Linked DNA regions of Urocitellus parryii: region 2 is linked to region 1. The links are chromatin contacts, called in public Hi-C maps. All regions are on one chromosome and are shown on one strand. Each heading gives the region's core, a stretch centred on a gene start, on an enhancer-like site or on the middle of the called end of the contact. The rest is flanking DNA. Distances are from core to core; before and after follow the strand shown. Region 1 holds the start of Asgr1 (asialoglycoprotein receptor 1). Region 2 holds the start of Slc16a11 (solute carrier family 16 member 11).

Region 1 (4,307 bases), core at 680-3,179:
CCATCCCCCTGCCCCAGCTCCCAACCCTAATCCCCCTCACCCTGGGTGCTCAGGGCCTTGACCTCAGCCTCAGTGCTCACTGTGAAGTTGCTGAAGGTCTTACTCAGGGCCTTCAACTCCTCCTTCAGCTGGGAGTCTGTGCAGGAGAGACCATGGGGATGAAAACAGGAGGAGACTGTGTTCACCAGCACTGAACCCATCACTAACATCCCCCCCACAATATTGCTCCCTTCCCTGTCACCCCTGGGCACCCACTTTGGGATGCAATCACACAGACAACCACCAGCAACAGAAGGCTGAGACTCAAGGAGAGCAGGAGGAGGCGGGGTCCGGAGCAGAGCCGCTGCAAAAAAGGCTGAGAAGGAGGTAACCCTGCAAGAGAGAGGATCAGGAGCTCAGGGACACAGGCCAGCCTGGAGTAAGTGCAGGGCACTTGGTGAGGAGCAGGCTAAGGCCACTCTAGTAGACTAGGAGGAACCATACAGATTAAGAAATCCAGGCAATGGGCCACTTTGCAGGGCCAGCATAACTGGAGGTGGGGAAGGGAATAAGGATCCCCAGGGGCGCAAATCTTTGACCTTCCCTAGCATTGCCAAAGCCTTGAGACTTTGCTGACACCTAGTGGCATTACTGTGACACTGCAGCTAATGAACCTCATCAGAGCCCCACCTAGGGGAGTCTGTCACTGTGCCCCCTGAAAGTGAAGAGGTTTCTTCCTCTCTCTGTGAATACCACCCATCTTCATGTGCATGCAGACAAAAGGCAGGGTCTCGCTCACCCATGAAGAAGAGAAGGACACTGAGTCTGGTCCCTGTGAACTGGAGTGTAGGGGCCTCCCCTTCCCGCTCTCTTCCCCAGTACCCACCATCCCCACAAATGATTCCTTTTTGCTCTGGAAGACCAAGAAGTGGGGAGAGGGAACTTATTTTGGATGCACGAGGAAGGGGATTCATCCATCCCAGAGCAGAGACCCTCTGCCTTTTTACAGGCTTCCTAACCTAACCCCTTTGGCCAAGCTGATCCTGACACGGCACCCACCCACACACGCAGTCCAAGCCTCTCCACAGCTGTGTTGGAAGAGGAAATAAAGAGGGCACTACCTTCGAAGAAATAAGCCCACCTCTCCAACTGCCAGTCGTTCCCATACCTTGGGTTCACTCCCTGCCCAAGATCCTGAGAATTGGGTAACACAGTAAGGAAGCTTGGGCAGCTGTCACCAAGAAAGGGACTCTAATCCCACACCCTGCACCTCCCCTAATCTATGGGACTCGATCACCGTTTTCCATGTGAGTGCGTCAGACCCAAGGACAGAGCCAGGGGTCACAGAAAAAAAGCAGACTTAGGAGGCAAGAGGTTCCCAAATACTCCTGTTTCAGATAGGAGAGGGTCCCTTACCTCTTTGGAGCTGATGATGGTCATTCTCCTCATTGTCCAGGTGCTGAAGATCTTGATATTCCTTCGTCATGATAGGCCTGGTGTTGGACCTGGGACAAATCAAGGCCAAGGTTGGAACTGAGTTTGGGGCTGAAGGGAACAGGGCCTAGAGAGTGGGATCTGTTCCTTTCTTACCTCTGACCAGTGACCCAATGGAGACTCTTCTTTCTTTCATCCCCTCCCAGGCCTACATCCAAAATCCATCCTCTGCCATTTTTCCACCCAACCCCACCAACACACACACAGAGAGAGAGAGAGAGAGAGAGAGAGAGAGAGAGAGAGAGAGCCCCTTCAATCACTCCTTCAACTGTTCTCTCTCTCCATCCCCATTTTACTTGCTGAAGTTCTGCAGGTCTGGCTCCCAGGTCCCTGGATGCTATGCAGATCGCAGGCTAAGAAAGGGACTGAAACCTGGAGAATTGGAGTTGGTGGCCAGCCTTGAATAGTGGGAGTGGAGGAGGCAGGGTCCATATGAGGGCCCTGGACCCGTGTGTCTGTGTGTATGGGTGTCTGAGTGTCTGAGCACACGGAATCTGGCATCTCTAGTGTTGGGGACTTTGGCCGGTAAACAAAGATGGAAATAGATTTGGAACTTGGGGGTGGGAGTGGGGGATGAGTTGCCTCTGCTCTTCTCCCCAGGGAAGGGGAGTCTTCTGGCCTGTCCCCACACACACCCACAAGCCAGTCACCTCACACCTCATTGAACCCTTTGGGAAGGGGAGCAGGCCTGGGGGCGCTGGGATGCACTGTGTTGTTGCCCCCTCTGTCTCTGCCCTTTTCACTCCCCACCTCTGAATTTCCCAGAATTGTTGGTGTCTCCAAATATCCCTGACCAGGATCAGAGGGACCGACCAGTTCCCTGCTCTTTCCCAATTCAGGTCTGTGACCCCGGAGGCCAGCTCCCCAGCCTGCCTAACCTGACTCCCTGTCTTTTCTGCAGAGTTTGAAATCCTTCAAGCAGCATGGAGGACAGGGGGCAGCAGGGAGCCTCAGCTGGTTTGATGCTAAGGAATTTCCACTGACTCCTGCTATGTATCCCAAGGCTTTTCACTCATTCACTTTTCTTATAATCCCCCAGCACAACCCATTTTGCAGAAGAGAAAGCTAAGGCCCTGGCTGACAATAGCTTATCAAAGCAGCAGAGGAAGGACTGGGCAACCTGGCTCCACCCTATGCGCTGCCCCCAGAACTGGGCTCCCATTCCATCCACAATTACAGTTCTGGGGCCCCAGAGATGCTAAATCATGGGCTTCAGAGAGGGTTGTCTGAATTCAAATTATGCTAAGTGGAAATTAACATAATTTAAATTATAGAAACTGGGCAACATTAAAGATGCTAACAAGTCTCCCTTAAGGCTCCAAATGTGAAATTGTACAAATCCTGCTTTGCAGATATTTCAAGAAAACTAGACTTGAATTGTCTAGATTATGTGAGATATTCAGGAACACATCACTTGCATAAAGAGTGACAGCTCTGTGTGTGCCCTCATTTCTCTGTGTCCTGAAAACCCTTGTGTTTGTTTACATGCACTGGGCCCATGGCCAGTGATTTTGGTGACAATTGGGTTGTTAATTTAACACTCTCTGATTTTATCACTTACAATCTGGTTTATTCAGGCCAACAAGCCTATGCTAATTCAGTCAGAATTCTGATTACCCAGTAGGTAGAGACTGGCAGAGAACACAGGAAGGTCGGGGAGTGAGGGAAGGTCCACCTTATTGGTCTGAGTGCAGGTCATGCGGTGATGCTCAGCTTGTAAAACTGCAGAAAGCCGTACACTTACCAACTGTGCTTGTCTTGTTTGCATTTTGTACTGAAATAAAATGTTTTGAAATCTGTTTTCTACCTTATAACCATGTTCTCCATTTATTGATTAGGCCACTGTGCTTGGACTAATGCTAAACATGTGTATATGTATGTGTATTGTGTTGTCTGTATTGTGTGTGTGTGTTTGTGTGTGTGTATATATACACACACACACATATGCATCCATATTAATCTTTTTATTTTTGTACTGAGGATTGAACCCAGGGGTGCTTAACCACTGAGCCACATCCCAGTCCTTTTTAATATTTTATTTAGAGACAGGGTCTAGCTGAGTTGCTAAGTGCCTCACTAAGTTACTGAAGCTGGCTTTGAACTTGAAATCGTCCTGCCTCTGCCTGAGGAGCCACTGGGATTACAGGCATGAACCACACATATTAATCTTTATGTTTCTATTTAGAGTTATATGGTTTATAGTGTATTTAATAGGTTTGTGCAGTTGTGCATGTGCATTGGTTATCTTGCTACAAAATAATTACCCCAGCCAGGAACAGTGGCACATGCTTATAATCCCAGCAATTTGAGAGGCTGAAGCAGGAGGATCTCCATTTAAGGCCATTCTCCATAATTCAACAAGAACCTGTCTCAAAATAAAAATTTTTAAAAGGTTGGTCTGGGGGTGGGGCTCAGCAGTAGAGCACTTGCTGGCATGTGAGAGGCTCTGGGCTCAATCCCTAGCATCACAAAAAGTAACAATAGCAACAAAAAAAAATTTTAAGGCTAGGGATATGGCTCAGTGATAGAACACTCCTGGGTTAAAAATTCCGCGGTATAGAAAAAAATAATAATAATTACCCAAAAACTTCACAACTTAAAACAATATGGGATTGTTTGCACATTCAGTAATACTAGGTCCACTCCAGGACCCAGCTTCTGAGGATCAGGGTGCAGCTTTGCTCACAGGTTCTGACTTCGGGTTTCTCACAAGGGTGCAACCAAGATTTCAGTCAGGGCTATGTTCATTTGAACTTGGTGGGCAAGTTAGTGCTGGGTGTTGGCACTTGGTTCCTCACCACAGGACTACTTGAATGTCCTCACAACATGGCTGC
Region 2 (4,307 bases), core at 717-3,216, 170 kb before region 1:
CCAGCAGCCGCGGAAGGGGCACCCAGCCCTGGTCCGCCAGACACCCACAGACCAGTCGGGCACCCGAATCCCCCACTGCAGCCACGGCCACCACCAGAGCTGCCCCGTATCCCCCCAGGCCTCGGTCTAAAGCGTGTGGGGCCAAGTGCACGTAGGGGACGAAGTACCCACCCCCAATCAGAGCTGTACCCAGAGCAAAAACTGAGAAGGCCCGATGCTTGAAGAGACCCAAGCCGAGGGCAGCTAGAGGGTTGAGGGGTGGAGCCTTGGGGTCGCCAGGGAGGGACAGGGGTCGCAGCAGGGCGCCACAAGGGGTGAGGTGGAATGTGACAGCGCCAAGGAGGAGCAGAGCGCCCCTCCAGCCGAATGTGTCAAGGAGGAGCTGCAAGGCAGGCGCCAGAAACAGGGAGGAAACCCCGTTGCCAGTGAGTGCTAGTCCCACAGCCAAGACCCGACGGCGAGAGAAGTAACGGGAGAGGGTACCGAGGGCAGGGGCAAACACCAGAGCCCAGCCAGCGCCTGCGAATAGATAAAGTGAGATTAAGGCAGGTTCCAGGGATGCCTGCCCCAGCATTCCCAGCCGTGCTTCTTGCAGAAGCCCCCCCCCCACCTCATTCGTTATCCCAATTCCCAAGAAAGTCCTATCCCCACCATCACCCCTGATCATCACCCCGGGTCATGCCACTCCCCTCACCAGCGAGGAGGCCCAGGCCGAGGTAGAGGTGCAGCAGACTTCGGGCGAAAGCCGATAAGACGAAACCCAGCGAAGTAAGGACTCCCCCAACCATCACCACCGGGCGCGCCCCCCAACGTGTGCTCAGAGCGCTGCCCACTGGGCCTAAAAGGGGTCGAAATCAACGGAAGACACGCTCCTGGACCCCCAAACTCTCTCCAACACTTCTCATTGGCTATTTGCTTGGCCTCAAACTCCTCCCTGGGTCTAATAGCTCCTCCCCTTGACCTCAAGTCCCACTCTTCTAGAACTTGGTTTCCATAATCAGTCGCTCATTCTCAAGTTGTCTAGTAATTAATTGGATCTCCCATCACTATACTCACAGTTCCTATACCCTCTTCCCACCCCCCACCTTGGGCCCTCCCTCACTGGCTGCTTGCTGCATGGCCAAGGCCAGGGCGCTGACCCACGCAGTGTCCTGGGCGCTTCGGTCAAAATGCTCGGCGAGGTCAGGGAGAGCAAGGCCCAGGGAGCGTAAGAGCCCGTAGGAGAGCCCATTCACCGCGAAGGCCGAAAACGCCACCACCCAGCCCCAGCCCCCGTCCGGGGGTCCAGGCGGCTCGGGGGTCATCACCGTCTGTAGGGGTGGGGAAACAACTGTGAGCGAGGTCTCCGCTCCTGAGCGTCCTCTTAGGAGCTAGCATTCCTGAGATCCGTTCTCCGGCTGCTCTCCCAGGGTGGGCACGTCACCCAGAGCGTGGGTGAGGGAAACAGGCCTAGGGACAGAACTCCTGGGTGCTCGAAGGGAACCGGGTTGGGGAACAGCTGGATCCCCCAAGCCGCGGGCGCTCCCTCCCACACACACCCTTTCGCCTTACCCGACCTCTCTAGGCTGTGGGGGGAGGGGAAGCTCGACCGGGTTTTCTCCCCGCTTCCCGGGCGGGCGGGGCCCCGGAATGGAGCGACTGCAGAGATGGAGCCCAACTTGGACAGGTCCTCTCCGTAAACAGAGATCACCACAGGGGCCTGAGCCACCTGGGACGCGGGAGGGGTACCGAGGGCGGGGGCAGGCTGAGACTGTCAGCCAATCCGCCGAGCCGCGGGTGAGGCCAGACGCTGAGTCCCACGGGGATTGAATTATCCACACACAACCCCCAGCCCCCGGTAGGGAGCGGCCAGGAATAGATGTCGCCTCGCCCCGCCCCGCTCACGCCCACGCACCTGCCACCAGCTGCGCACAGAGGAGACGCGTGGATTGCAAATCCTTCGCAAAACCAGGGGCAGCTGATCACATGTGAAAAGAGGGATGGTCCCCGGAGCCTAAGGAAACGAGTAGTTCTGTTCACCCAAACGTTGCTGAGGATCCAGTAAATCTAGGATATCACATTGACCTCCAGTGGGTGCCTGCTTTGTGCTCAACAAGGGCATGCCCTCAAGGAGGAAGAGAAAGGAGAGGACTCCCTAAGATGAGGTCCAATGGTATGCAGTGCACTTTTTACATGTTATCGTTTCATCCTTACAATAACCCTATGAAAAAACTGCCATCCCCGTTTTACTGTTGCAGTAACTGAGGCTCAGAGAGGTTAGGTGATTAGTCCCAAATCACTCAACTAAAAAAGAAAAAAAACGGGGGGGGGGGAGGAGGAATATTTTAATTTGGATCTGTCTAAATTGTGGGACCATACGAGAAGAACAGACCTAGAAGTGAAACAGAACCTGCCACGGTTGAGAGAAATATCCTGAGAAATAATTTGATGCAAATTACCCTGGAAAGAGCAGAACCTTCGCAGGGCCAGAGAATTTATGATTCTAACATAAGGGAGTCTGAGAATAGAAGAGATCTTTGCCTTCAGGAGCTCTAAAGAAAGACAGCCTAGGATTTTAAAATCAAAGAGATGAGAGAATTGAGCCCAACTATTTGATTTCTTGAAAAACTATACAATAAGCATCCTTTTTTAACAGGTCAGGGTTGTATTACTTCAGCTGTTTGAATCAAAAGATGTGTTCTTTGGTTTAATTATTAAACAATACCATTGAAAATTCAGCAACTTGTAGATTGTAGCCTGCATCAACCGATAACCACATGGTGGCAGTGTTTCCTAATTGCTGAGAAAGTGCCTGTAAGGAAAAGAAAAACAACTGTCTTAAGTTGTGAGACTGTAAACCTTAAAAAACCAGAATGACCTTCAACGACTCTCCATTGCTAATTCCTCTATTTTATGTATAAGACTCTTCATAATAATCAAAGGTGTATCTGTCTAAGCTACCTTCCCATTACAGATCCCTCCTCAAGCCTTACTTGCTCCCACCTGCCCTTAGCTACTTACCTTCTCCACCGACATGCCTAGCCTTTTCTCACTTCTGGCTTTTGGCATATGTCATGCATCTGTTTGAAATGTTCTGAATGGGGTACAAGAGTCTATGAAGGTTTAAAGTCCTGCCACAGACACCTTGGGAAAGTGGCCCCACCGGTTTTCCCAGCTGGTGGGAGTGCTGTTATAAAAGCCACCAGGGTGGTGGAGCCTGCAAGTCCTCAAGCCACCTAGGAGAGCAGAAAGCACTGCTTCCTAAGAAGGTTTGTGAGGACTCTACTGTAAGATAAATGAAACCAATTGAAACAGTCGTCTCCTGTGGTGAAGTAGAAAGAAGACTGGGACCTCTGAGTCTGGGAGGAAAGCTAAGCACTTAAGTATGATGCTTATGAACTCAGAAGGGCATCCCAGAACCTGGAAGTGGGGTGATTTGTTATGAAAAGGCACATTCCCCTTCTACCTCACATTTCCTATATTCTTAGCTGAAATTACTGCCTGTTGCTCATGGAGGTAATTTATATAGCACAGAAATTGAAAGAGTGGAGCCCTAACTTAGATGTTCTGGGTTCGAATACTGTTCTACCATTTCTCAGTTATTTGGTTGTAAGCATGTTGCTCTACAACAACGTGCTGGTTTTCTCATTTCTAAAAAGGGCATAATAATAGAAGCTACCTAATAGGGTTGTTATGAAAATTAAATGAGGGCTGGGGGTCTAGCTCAGTGGCAGGGCACTTGCCTAGCAGGTGCAAGGTCCTGAGTTCAGTCCTCAGTCTCTCTCTCTCTCTCTCTCTCTCTCTCTCTCTCTCTCTCTCTCTCACACACATAAAATTCAATGAAGATTAAATGAGTCACTGTATGTACATGTATAAGTAAGTGACATGGTCCTTGAATATATGTTAGTCCCCAGTGCTGCTGCTGGGACTCAGGGGAGCTAGGTTAGGCTCTCCTGGTACTCCTGCCCGTTTCTCCACCTGGCTGCTTCCACCACTGGTCAAGGAACCCCATTAGTCTGGTGAGTTCTCAATAGAATCATGTGAGTTATAAAATGTGAATATCTATTAAGAGATTAAGTAGAAATTTTTGTTCTTTTTCTTTGAGGCGTTTTGTTTAGTGTTTCCCAAAGTTTATGAGAAAATGGTGGTCTCCTTATTACGACTCTATAAAAAAAAAAGAAAGGAAGAGTAAAAAAGAAAAGTCTTACTTATTATTTTACACCAAATATTTATAGACACCTCTCATGCCTGGCACAGTGCTTAAAACTGGGAAGACACACACACACACACACACACACATATATATGATACATTCTCTCTTCCCACAG

Evidence for each region. A called contact is a pair of places that touch in the nucleus more often than the background predicts.
Region 2: a Hi-C map of liver shows a contact between it and region 1, with 7 times the contacts expected there. The contact joins the promoter of Slc16a11 here to the promoter of Asgr1 in region 1. A contact is called at or near these places in 2 of 2 Hi-C or Micro-C datasets (liver and muscle).

What each region holds. Positions count from the first base shown.
Region 1 is chr7:130,104,706-130,109,012 of mUroPar1.hap1, reverse strand. It overlaps Asgr1 (asialoglycoprotein receptor 1), which reads right to left and starts at 1,929. Exons shown (of 9, transcript XM_026390571.2): 1 at 1,774-1,929; 2 at 1,396-1,484; 3 at 256-372; 4 at 41-136. The coding sequence starts at 1,465.
Region 2 is chr7:130,278,186-130,282,492 of mUroPar1.hap1, reverse strand. Slc16a11 (solute carrier family 16 member 11) reads right to left here and starts at 1,966. Exons shown (of 5, transcript XM_026382278.2): 1 at 1,895-1,966; 2 at 1,103-1,310; 3 at 695-838; 4 at 1-519. The coding sequence starts at 1,304.